2 separate regions of the Mus musculus genome follow, and region 2 is linked to region 1. A link is a contact called in public targeted proximity ligation data. All regions are on one chromosome and are shown on one strand. The core of a region is the stretch at or near the end of the contact, and the rest is flanking DNA. Distances in the headings are between cores, read along the strand shown. Region 1 holds the start of A330032B11Rik (RIKEN cDNA A330032B11 gene). Region 2 overlaps Cpeb3 (cytoplasmic polyadenylation element binding protein 3).

The links.
Region 2: a contact with region 1 is called in a targeted proximity ligation map of heart atrium, with 7 read pairs. A contact is called at or near these places in 1 of 39 promoter capture datasets (neural stem cells), 3 of 484 Hi-C or Micro-C datasets (bone marrow-derived macrophages, cortical neurons and forebrain), 12 of 130 datasets of targeted methods (the NIH/3T3 cell line, SST interneurons, bone marrow-derived macrophages and 7 more) and 4 of 9 other capture datasets (adipose tissue, embryonic stem cells, liver and 1 more).

The regions. Positions count from the first base shown.
Region 1 is chr19:37,172,273-37,178,381 of GRCm38.p6, reverse strand. It overlaps A330032B11Rik (RIKEN cDNA A330032B11 gene), which reads right to left and starts at 4,539. Exons shown (of 3, transcript NR_045329.1): 1 at 4,349-4,539; 2 at 2,306-2,367. Cpeb3 (cytoplasmic polyadenylation element binding protein 3) reads left to right here. Exons shown (of 11, transcript NM_001290827.1): 2 at 3,397-4,415. The coding sequence starts at 3,408.
Region 2 is chr19:37,017,569-37,024,111 of GRCm38.p6, reverse strand. Cpeb3 (cytoplasmic polyadenylation element binding protein 3) reads left to right here. Exons shown (of 11, transcript NM_001290827.1): 11 at 1-2,821. Among named protein-coding and RNA genes, the nearest start is that of Btaf1, 95 kb to the right of the region's middle.

The DNA.
Region 1 (6,109 bases), core at 3,290-5,789:
TCTTTCTCTCGGCTAGGGTTCCTATTGCTGGCTACCCAGGCATTACCATCATAATACCATTTAAGGTAGCTCTGCTGGATCTATTTATTCCGAGTCTTACAATCTACTTTCTCTTTTAGCCTTGCTTCCTAAATCAAGTTGACAATCCAGTTTATTTTTCCTTCTTTTATTTCAACAACTCCTGATTTATGTTGGTTAGGAAGCGATAATATAATCCGGGCACAAACTCTCCCCCTTGGAATCTGTATTTACGAGGCTTCCTCCTTTCCTGACTGAACGTGCTGAAGCCGGGCAGAGGCAGAGTACCGTGTGAAGGACTTCAGCCCCCACAGTTCTCTGTGTGCGCATGCCCACTCTTCTTACAGTTGTCAAAGTGCTTTTCCAGAGCGGTCACATAATCAACCCGAAAGAAGAAATAAATACTATTCATTTTTTTTTCAATTTTATCGATCTTTAAAAACTGGACACTTAAAGGTAACTGCTGCTATGAATTTGTTACTTGAAATTGGGCAATTGCATGTAAAAGCCGGTCTATTGTGTGCGGTGGGGGAGGGGAAACAGGAATCTATTTCTCAGACTTTGCTATATATAAGCAAAGAAAAAAAAACCTCCAAATCAAATTATACAGGCAGTTATTTAAGGATGTTACATATTGACTTTGTAAATTTTATATTAGTCACTGACTTAGCTTTTGTTTAAAAGATCATATTAAAAGGTGGGTCTTGACCTTGACCGAGTGAATTTAATACAGAAAGTTAAATTTGTATTATTTTTAAAGAGCATTCTGAAAAACATGGAGTGTTTTGTTAGAATATTTTGAGAATTTAATGTTATAGTGTTACTATTAATTAAAGCCATTATAAAATATTCTAAGCCTAGGTTACTTTTTGGCTTGGGGTTTTAATGCAGTTTAAGCTAAAGGCATTAACAAAAGTGTTGACTACAAGCAATGAGAATAGCTGGGTGATACTAAAATTATAATCCAGTACATATTTCAGCCATGATGATAAAGCTATTGTAAAGAAAGTTCTAGCTTATCAAAGCACTCAAATTCCAGAGGTACAATGGTCTACTGCAGCACCGTAAGGAGGAGGTAGGAGATGACTCTGTGACCACCCTCTTTGGCAGGGATGGAACTTCGTGCTGTCTGACTCCAAGGTCCACTCTCCTCTCTGTGCTCTATTTATAACACTAATCAAAGCCATTGTTCCAGATAGAGGGAACTGAGGAAAAGAAAAGCAATCTGAAGCAGGCTTTATTGATAGTAGCAGGCAATCCCTGGTGCATGCTCTATTATACTGGGCTGGGTTTTTTTTTTTTTTTTTTTTTTTTTTTTTAGGAGAGGGGAAGAGAGGAATAAAAAGGAAAGTAAGGCGGCTGAGAGAAGTGGTGTTTCCTGAAGCTCACTATGCTCTTCGTATATAAAACTTTGAAAGATGGTATCTGTTAAGTACTTTAATCATAGCTTTAATAAAAAAAGAACTGTGAATCCAACTTCTTGTCTGTTATCCTTTGTGTAATAGTTAAGAGCGATACCACCTCCATTTTAAGAGTTGTTATTTTGAATAGTCCAAAGGCAGAACTGTTGTGTGTGTGTCTGAATGCCCTTTACAAATGTCCCAAGGAAGATGCTTCTCCAGTATATGAGTTAATTAACTATATTAAATATATTAATAACTTTATTGCAATTATACTGAATCATCATCTAAAAATAATTATATGTTTGGTCATAGCTCCTTTAAAATTTCAAAATATTTGTTTGCAAGGTCTCAGCCCTGTAATATTCAGATATTTAAAGCAATTAAACATATTCTGAGACAAGCTCATTCAATGATAACTACATGCATGGAAATCTCTTGGTTTTGAATGATTACTGTTTTCACCCTTGAGTAAGAAAACAGGTTGTATGACATAGGTGAATATAGCCCTGCTATGTGAAGTGGAAAATACCATACACTCCTTATATGGCTAAATGAAGCAGTGAGGGTAATGCACTATAATTACAATGTATGAGAATTTGGGACTTTGTACTCCTCTATTTTTAACAGTTGCTAGCATATGGTAATTCAGGGTCGTCAAACCATAGTCTTTCATTGCTAATACTAGTGATAAAAGAATGGATTCTAAATTTGCCAGTCTTGTGACCGAGGCAGCAGCAGGAGGATTCAAAAATGAAAATCTGGCAACCCCAGAATTATCTTGACTGTCTACTTAAATCTCAGATGCATTTTTAAAGTCCCGCCCCCTCTCCATCTCACAGACTCCCTCCCCTCCCCTCCTCACTCCCCACCTTCCTCCCTCTGACCTCAAATCCAAGCAGAAGCATTTCTCCACTCTGCAGAGAATTTCTCAGGCTCCCGTAGAGACCTGAAATGCCAAGAAGCCAGTAAATCACTTGGGCGGCAGAACTGGAGAGGAGAAAATCGGAGAATAAGCAGAAAACCCACAATCCTTAGAGTAATAAGAAGCAAACACTTCTAAACGTTTCAGTAGGTTTTTTTCTTTTCTTTTACTTCTTTTCTTTTCTTTCTTTCTTTTTTTAAAGTCAGGTTTCTTATATACCAGGCTGGACTCGAACTGGCTAAATAGTTAAGCCTGACCTTGAATTTTTGATCCTTCTGCCTCTCCCTCAGAGTACTAGGATTTCAAGCATGCGCCACCACGCCCGGCGATTTTCATTTTTCTAAAAACTGAGGTTTCTTTTATATTAAAACGTCTCCTAACAAAATGGAGTAGCTGCCGCTACGGAGAGGCCAGAGAATGATTGTGCAGCTGAGTTCTTCCAACAAATGCCAAAGATTTTGTCTCTCGAGGTTCGCTGCAGCCAAATGAAACAATCATCCGAGGCAAGAAGGCAGTTTGCTAATCAAGAGGGCTAAGTCGGCTTAAAAAATGGTTTCTAAGTGCTCCAGCTGGGGAAGGGGGAAAGAGGGTCGTGTACCAAGTCTTTTTAACCTTGCTGAAGGACGCAGCACTATTTATTGACGTATGCAAATAACTGGGGGAGGGTGGTGCTTGGGAAAAAACAGGAACCAGAATCAGTTTCTCATTGCAGGGTGAACGCTCTGAGTTCCGGTGAAGGGAAAAGAGACGTGGCGAAATTGCTGTCTTTCTGTCTTATAAGCACATCTCTCACTAACACAGAAAAGGGGCCGAGACGTCAGAAAGGGTGAAGACGCTCTCACAGTATTTTTAGAGACCTTGCTCGATCCCTCCAGCTCCCCCCACCCCCCTCCCAGCCCGACTTGTTCTTCTAAATGCGAGATTATGGATTTGCATTGCAATTGGCTAGTGGCGGTGGCACTGGATTTTCGCAAGTAAAACACCCGCCCGCTTCAGTGAGGGGCATTCATGATCACACTGACAATAACGCATCTCTCTTTCTTCCCGTTTCAGCTGCGCAAACCATGCAGGATGATTTACTGATGGACAAAAGCAAAACCCAGCCCCAGTCTCAGCAGCAGCAGCGGCAGCAGCAGCAGCAGCAGCAACAGCTCCAGCCCGAGCCCGGCGCAGCTGAAGCCCCGTCCACGCCCCTCTCCTCAGAGATCCCCAAGCCCGAAGACAGTAGCGCAGTGCCGGCCCTCAGCCCCGCCTCGGCTCCGCCAGCCCCCAACGGCCCCGACAAGATGCAGATGGAGTCGCCGCTCCTGCCGGGCTTGAGTTTCCATCAGCCCCCTCAGCAGCCGCCGCCGCCGCAGGAGCCCACGGCGCCCGGAGCGTCGCTGTCGCCGTCCTTCGGCAGCACCTGGTCCACAGGCACTACAAACGCGGTGGAGGACAGCTTCTTCCAGGGGATCACCCCAGTCAACGGGACCATGCTCTTCCAAAACTTCCCGCACCACGTCAACCCGGTCTTCGGAGGCACCTTCTCGCCGCAGATCGGCCTGGCGCAGACCCAGCACCATCAGCAGCCTCCACCGCCCGCGCCGCAGCCGCCGCAGCCCGCGCAGCCCCCGCAGGCGCAGCCCTCGCAGCAACGCCGCTCGCCCGCCAGCCCCAGCCAGGCGCCCTATGCGCAGAGGAGCGCCGCTGCCTACGGCCACCAGCCCATCATGACCAGCAAGCCGTCCTCATCCTCGGCGGTCGCGGCTGCTGCGGCCGCGGCCGCTGCCTCTTCGGCCTCGTCCAGCTGGAACACGCACCAGAGCGTGAACGCCGCCTGGAGTGCTCCGTCCAACCCGTGGGGTGGCCTGCAGGCGGGCCGAGACCCTCGCCGCGCGGTCGGCGTGGGCGTGGGTGTAGGTGTGGGGGTACCCTCCCCGCTTAACCCCATCTCGCCGCTCAAAAAGCCCTTCTCCAGCAATGTGATCGCTCCACCCAAGTTCCCTCGTGCAGCCCCGCTCACCTCCAAGTCCTGGATGGAGGATAACGCTTTCCGGACCGATAATGGTAACAATCTGTTGCCTTTTCAGGTAAAGTCCCTGTGCTCTTGCACACTCCTTCTTCTCGCATGTTTCTCCCCTCTTCCTAGTTATTTTAATTGGTCCACTCGCTGTTATTTAGAAGGCACAGCAAATTCCAGCACCCTCCAAATCCTCTGGTTCACCGGGTCCATTCCATCCAATCTGGGTGGGGGTGGGGGCGAAGTTGAGTGGACATTGTGACTGCTTGAGGGTAGGAAAGGGCTTTTTTCCCCCAGTTCATTTCCTCCTTCACTGTGCTTGTGCTTTTTATTTTGGCCTTCTTTGACAAATTAAGCCGCAAGTGTATAGTCAGGTGCGGGAGTAGTCCCAGGAGGAGTAGGCTGAGATTCCTATCATTTTAAGTAGCTACACATTTTCAGGTTACGCAATACTAGGCTCAAGGTGCGGACCAAAAGCCATTCACGCCCAAATCACCCTGGTTTGTTAACAGCCTTTGAGTGGTGCTATTTCAAATAGTTGCCTATGCCCAACTAAACTAATGTGAACCCATGTGTTTATGTCTAAGGTGCTGGAATCATTAATAATCAGCATATTGCCCTGGCAGGAAAATTACGAGTGTGAGAATCCAATGAATACCCGGAACTATAAGGGATCGAAGTGGAAAGAGTGGAAATTTTAGGGAGAACTAGTCCCATGTTACTTAAAAGAAGGTTTAAAAAAAATTTTTCCCCCAGAGGAGAGAGACAATAGGACACGACCTTCAGAGCCATATTGCAATGGAGTCTATTTGCTAACTAGCACTGAAATATTTAAAGCTGCAGTGTCCTTCACCAGTTGGGTTATTTAAGACAATGCAGATCAATTACACCATTTGAAACTGGGCAAAGTGAAAGTCTTGCAACTTTAATGAAAAATGAGTCTTGTCCCTCGGTATTAAATGCCAATGAAAAATCCAGGAAGTGCCCCGGACGAAAAGATTGAATGGACAAAGTGTCCTTGTTTCTGTTGCTTTTTCATGTGGTCTGTAGCCACAGCAGTAGACAGGATCCTGGGCCTTTGGATCAGAAAGGGGAACTGAGTGTGTGTGTTCATTGGGAACCTTTGCTGTCTAATAGGCACTTACCCTGGGCCTGTGAAGTGATTTGGCCATAAGCTTCCCTACAAGAGAAAGGCTGGGTGTGGTGGTTACAGCTTGTAGTTCACCACCAAGGCTGGACGATGAGATTGGGACTTCCAGCTCGGTCTGTGTTTCTTACAAGATCTTGTCTCAAAAAGGAAAGAAAAGGAATCCTTCGGCCCCCGCTGACAGACGCTAGCCTGGCAGTTTGACAGAGGTTGAAGGCTCTCAACCTGGCACAGATGGAGCCGTCAGTTTGCTGGTTTTTACCTTTCCGATGTTTGGGGGGTGGGTTGTATCATTTCGAAGGAAATGGGATTATTGAAAGGATGTCTCTGGGCTAGAGCCAGAATTTTTGTTTTGAACAGTTGAAGGAGACCCATGAAAGCTCTAAATTGTGTTTAGGAGAGTTTTGTTGTTTGGGTTTGGGTTTTTCTGGGTGGTGCTCAGGCTGGTACCTAGTTCCTGCTCATGTTGAACACACTCTTAGTCCTAAGTAGAGGCTGCAGTGAGCAAGGCTCTCACATGCTTTCAGAAGGGTCCTCCAGGAACAGGGCATTTGAATAGTAAGGCACAGTTTTAGATGAGCTCCTGCTGATTGCTGAGGATGACCTTCAACTCCCGA
Region 2 (6,543 bases), core at 2,147-4,646, 150 kb after region 1:
ACAAAAAACAAGAACCCAACAACACACTTTTGTGGTTTAGGGATAGAGCCAGCTGCCGGAGGGAGATCATATGAGACCAGAGAGAGCCATCGGAGGCCGCCGTTCCTGACTGCATGTTTACTTAATGCGGTTGCTGCATGCAATAAATTTTATATCCAATGTCTAGTATAAAACCTTCCCACAGTGCACAAATTAAGAATCTATATAAGCTATAAAATACTCATTTTTTTAAAAAGAATTTCTTTTTCACTCAAAGACTTGGTAATCTGTGGGAGGAAGGCATGCCTCAGTGGGTGGACTGCCCGTGGACAGCGAGAGCCTGTAACAGGGCGACCAGTATTACAACCAATAGACAACCTAGTGTAGGATGCTCTTCCAGTAACCCTGGGGGGGGGGGGGGGATGAAGTACTGCGGTGCTCTGTTACATATTGTGCAATTTATTTTATATAGTAAAGTGATTATGTCTAACTGTGATCAAACGTAACTGTTTGAAGCCGTGTCAGCCGTGGATGAGCGTGACCATTCATAACTGGTGTATTAACACACGAGCTCCGAGTTAGGACCTCTCCTGGTGCTTGCACCACTTCACCCAGCTTCAGACCTTGTCCAGACAGCCAAAGAGCTCAGCTTACAAACACTAAGAACACACACAGTGTCTAGAATAAGTCGGCAGACTGACACGGAGGCACATAGCTAAGGAGGCCACGTAAGGGTGATGCTAAAGAAATGTCTGCACCAAGCGAGCCAGCCTGGGCAGAGGGGCCTTCTGTGAGACGGTCACTGCTTAGTTCCCTGGATGCATCCTGTATAGCTTGACTAGAGTGAAGCCCTGCTCGTGCTAGCGCGGACCTTTTAGTGTTCACTCCTGGGCTGCAGAGAGTAACGGAGACACGTGGTGATTGCAAGACTCTGTAACGCTTGCTTTTTAAACCCTTCTTCCTTTGTTTTGCATTCTGGGGACAATCTGACTGGATGTGGCACTGCAGAGTAGACAGAAGTCAATGTGTCTTTTGTGCTGTGATGTCCTTGTTCTGTCTTGAAGTTACTGTTGTGTGGTTTTGTTATAGTTGGTTCTTTTTTTTCTCTTTTTCTCTCCAGTGTTTAATTGTGAATACTGGCTCTCCAGCTACAGTTTGTTTTCAAAAAAAAAAAAATGGAGAAACAGAATAGTTTTTTACTGAATTAAAAGATGCCTATTAGACCCCTCCCCCTTTCGGGTTTCCCCTGGACCCTTTGGTAATACTGCTTTCCTGCAGCCCAGATGTGCTTTGCTTTGCTTTGGTTCCTTTTTCTATGTTTGTGTTTTACTTTGTTTTCATCTGTATGGGAAATTTTGTTACGCACTACTACTTTTTATATTCTAGAACGTTTTCAAAAGTTGGCTGATGATTTTCGCTTGTTTGTTTCTAAGGAAAAAGGCATGCTTTCTGACTGACATGATCTTTTGCAATACCTCAATTTTGAAATATAGGAAAGAAAATGATATTTTCTAAGTAAGTTTATTCAGAAAATATATATTAATTTAATTCTGCAAGAAAATGATTTAACAGATGGGTAACTTTATTTTTTTCATGCTTATTTGTGTTTTTTGAAAATGAAGAAGTTAGAGCTTTATAACTATAATATTAAAGATCATATCTAACCTACAGAAATCTACCTAATTATGTGAAACATGCAAATGTTTGGAAGAAGCACCCCTCTTTCATGTACTAAAATAACCCTGAGCTCTAGAGGAGCCAGAAGACTGCGCAGTGTAAGCTAGCGCGAAGGCCACAGTGTCGCAGAGACCAGGTTGTCAGAGACTCCACTTGGTGCTGAGGGCTGTGACTGAGGAAACTGCTTTCCCTTAATTTGTATATTTATAATCAAGTGTTGATCGTGTGACTGGCCAGGACTGTGAAAGAGCTCTTCTGTTTGTATTTTTTTAAAGAGAACTTTTTTAGTTTATTAAATTATAACATGTTCCCTTTTGTTTTGTAAATAAATGTGCCCCCCCCCCAAGTTCTTAATGTTATATTAAAAGAGAGGGTCCTTCAAAAAAATTATTTTTTAAAAAAAACACAGAGGTGTTCTGCCCTGCAACTTGACTGGGAAGCCCCTGGGTAACACAGGTCCTGCTGTGGCCTTTCCTTGATGGGACACTTGAACTAGTGGATTTTTTGAAGGCTGTAACTAACCTCGACTCTTTGTTGTTATGTGCAATACTGTTTGTACTGTTTGTATAAAAAATAGAAAAAAAAGACAAGAAAAAAGGCCTAAACCTTTATTGCAGACTTATTTTCATTGCAGACTTTAGACATTGTGACTCACAGAACTCATTTTCTACTGTCAAATATGTACCTTTCCCTCATGCTGGTATTTTTTCAATAGTAACGTAGCCTTTGTACTGAGACAAATTTTCATTGTTATTTTTAGAAAGATTTTTTGCTAAGAAAAAAAATTAAACATATTTACATATTTTTCATTTTATTTCGTATTTTCTTTAAGGAGTGCTTTCTCAATCATTACTAGAGTTGTTTCTGGGAGGGACTTTCATATCTGGTCAACGTCATAATATTATTTTGTATTTTTACTTGGAATAAATTAATTTTATGATGCTAATTCTTTAAAGGTTTATTTTTTTCATTTCAGTTATTTTTGAAGCTAAAAACCTTTGTAATATTGTTACTAAAGTGTCTAGTTTTTTGAAATGCAAAGCTTTATGTATTAACTTGCCGATGTGGTTTACAATATGACAAGGGTGGAAACGGTTGGTTCTGTAACGTGACTGGGACTGTAACGGACAATTGGATAATAAAACGACAGAATGAGCAGAACGTGCGAGATCTCAACAAGCCTTTTCCTTTATTACAGTGTTCAGTGTAAGACTAGGGATGTCACAGTACAGGTCTCTAAGGATGTCACAGTGGGTTTATACAACACCAGATGCAGCCAAGCAGCCAAATCCGTGGCCAGATAACGAAGTCACCCCTCCTGAAATAGCATTGGGTGTGAAGCCTAGCTCGGCCAGCAGTGTCCAGTGCTTTCCCTAAAATGTGCTTCGTGTGTGTGTGTGTGTGTGTGTGTGTGTGTGTGTGTGTGCGTGCGAGTGAGAGAGAGAGAGAGAGACAGAGAGAGACAGAGAGAGAGAGAGAGAGAGAGAGAGAGAGAGAGAATGAGAATCCACCACCTACTGCTGTCAGTGTATGTATGAGCTGGTGCCTTCCGCCTTCCGCCCCAGATCTTTCACTCTCATGCACAGTGGTGACATGTGTGAGAAGACTCCACCTTGTATGCGGCAGGACTTGAATGCCTCACCTGATGTGTCCCCAGGCAGGGCTGGCAGCAGGCCTGGGGAAGCACAGGGTCACCACTGTCTGTGTTAGCTGCATCTTTCTCACTCCCCATCTGTTCTCTGTAATGGGGCCCCTTGCTTGCCTTTCCTTGGGGTGACATTGGGCCACTCTGTGCATGATCTGTCTGCCTTCCTGCTGCTGCTTCTTCAGTCCCCCCCCCACACCGTCTGCCCCCCCCCCCCCCCGTGTGCACTGTGGAAGGCAGCTGTTGCCAAGGCACTGCAGTTACTGCAGAGACATCTGAGTGCAGAGCCGGTGTTGTGTAAACAGAACATCCAGGGACTTGCTCTACATAGATGGTGCATTTCTGCTAGTTGTTGGTGGCCTCTTCTAGTTCTGTTGAAGTGGAGAGAGGTCAATCAATAACAGATAAGCGTGTGTCCAGAGGTGGCTCTTGGGTTCGCTCTATGTATTCAGTTTTGTAAATAATATATAGATTAGATCAAGTTGTGATGTAAAATTTTAACTCAAATTGGGTCCTATTGGTTGGAATTTTACATTAACTACAAATAAATGATTAGGGACAGGAGAAATTGGGGAAATTATTGTTTAGTGGTATAGATTATGCGTAGGTCTCTGCCTATATCTTGTGTTTTATCGCTTGTTAGTGAGGCATGGGCTAATGCAGTGTACTGCATTTATGCAATTAGCAAATAACTGCTAGTTTTCATTTTATCTATTATATTAGCAACAAAGTGGCATTTAACTGGGTAAAGCTCCTACCTAGATATTTTGAGTATTGTGACATCTCAGCTTGCCAGGTTTGAATGAAAGGGTAGTCACAGATTAGTGATAACAAAAAAAAGTGTCTTTTTGTTAAAACTGGCTTATGTGTATGGACAATCCTCTCTCGCTGGTTTGTATGCTGTGTCTGCTAACATTTCTCTTTTCTTTTCTAATATCCAAACTTGTCAAACTCAGCTGCCATAGTTTCCATCCCACCAGAGTATTTTATAATTGATACCGTTGACTTTATACCCCAGAGTGGGTCAGGAAGTGGATCCAGGAATGTTATGTTGACTTTGTAAGATTACAATAGTTCATTGGGACTCAGAGAGTTTGGGTGCTCACGAGAATGCCTGCTCCTGGACATTAGTGCTGTTGGGGGTATAAAGTAGTAGGTGTTTGTATTTTCGCCGTGGCAATGATGGACATGATTTTAGATGTTCACAGCTCAGATCTCTGTATTTGATTTTCAACTAACGACTAATTTTAAATGTACTGTATCTTTTCCTACCTGTTCTCTTGGATTGTTTTTTTGCTGGTAACCCTTCCTCGGCTTCTGCCCTGGGGCTTGGACTAACACTGCTTGTATGGATTCGCTACTGTGACTGAACGTGGAGCGCTCGCAGCTACCGCTTAACTGCTTAAACTTTGTAGTTTGGACTTTTTTTTTCTGTAATAACAACTTATTAAATCTAGTTGTACGAAGCACTGACACGTGTCATCTTTTGCTCAGGACGATCTCCGTCTGTTTACATCCATCAGGAAATCCTAACTTGCACCATACAAAACAAAAACCCCAGGTCTTCAAACAGCTCACATATTCCACCAGAGTTCACTCTCTCAGAGCCCACACTTTCAAACGCACAAGGAAATTTGAAACAGAAAGGTACTTGTGGGTTCAAGTGATACACATGGGGGGTGGGGGGCGGTGCTGTTGATGGCTTTCTAGGCCTCCGGCAAGGTAAATTTAAGCCCTGCCCCTGAGCTATTCACACACACACACACACACACACACACACACACACACACACACACACACACACACACACACCCCACCTGATGCCTTATGTTTTCATTGCCAGTCCATTGCCATTTGAGGCCTAATTCCTTAACCAGAACTGTTGTGAAAGAGTATCATCATCTTATGTTTTCACAAGGATACCAACGTCTCCTAAGGTTTTTCAGAAAATGGGGCTTTGGAAAAAAATTGGCGGATTCTGGTCTTGCTGCACGCTTTCTCTGGGAAAAGGATGCGGAACCCAACACAGGGCGGTTCATATCGGTACTAAGGCTTGGGGTCGAGCATGCGGGACTGTAGTGCTCCGGGCTCCCTACCCCCACCCCCACCTCACATGGTCCATTACGTAGTTCGGGATGGGGAGGGAAGAGGGCCGGAAGGGCGTCTCGGGAGGCGGGGCCTCTGTGTCTGGTTGCCGCCCCCACGTGGCCCCGCCCACTCCTCAGCCCAAGTCACCCTCTACGTGTCCTAGACGGTCGTGGGTTGGATTCCCCGGTCCCAGCCCTGCAGGTAAGAGTGCTAGCCTTACCTTGAGTGGCTACAACCACGGCCACTCAAGTTCTCCACGAATGGCAGTGGCTGTGGGCCGCTTGCAGCCGTGGAGCCCGTCGCACCGCTCCAAGGTGGGCCCCCTTTGAAGTCTACGAACAGCCACACGTTAAGGAACAAATTGAGTCCTCTCTTCAGGGTGCCCATTTGCCTTGGACACCCGCACTAGTCCCTTCAGGAAAAGGTTCTGATGTGCTGCCCTGCCACTTGAAGCGGGAGGAAGTATGCGAAGGTGTCTTTGAGACAGAAACTTGTGGGTTTGTTTGGTCATTCAGCACTGATGGGCTGGTGGGTGGCAGGCGGCTGGTCAGCACTGGCCCCGACTGTTGGAGCCGGTGGAGGAGGGCGGAGGGGATGCTTTCCAGAAGCATCCATCACCAATGTGCACCCGCTTTTTTTTTTTTTTTAAAGAGCCTTGTGTAGGTCTTCACCAAAAGATGAAGAGCATCTTTTTGCGTATTCCTTTGCCTTTTGTGTGCATTGTTTAATTCTTTTTAGGACAGGGTCTTAACCCTGGCTGGTCTGGTACGAGCCATGTAGCCCAGACTAGCTTAGAGCATGCAACAACTCCGGCTCCAACCTCCAAACTATTGGAATGATAGATATGCCCCCCACAATCTGAAACCCAAGTTGCTCCTGACAATCAGGTGTGTGGTAACCTGCAGTGGCCACAGCTGGGAGCTTCTTCAATTTAGTTCTGCCACTCACTACCTGCCTAGAGATAGCATCAGCTTTCACAGGTTGAGAGCTCAGTCAGCCCTCAAGGCTACCTCCATCTTCCCACGTTTTAGATGCCAGTTGCTAGTCTCAGCTTCTAACTGAGCAGCTTTAAGCTTGGGTTCACACAACCCACTTTCCGGGCTTATAAAGGGTTTGCTGGTTAATAAAGGATATTGCAAAGGAAGTTGTGTTGG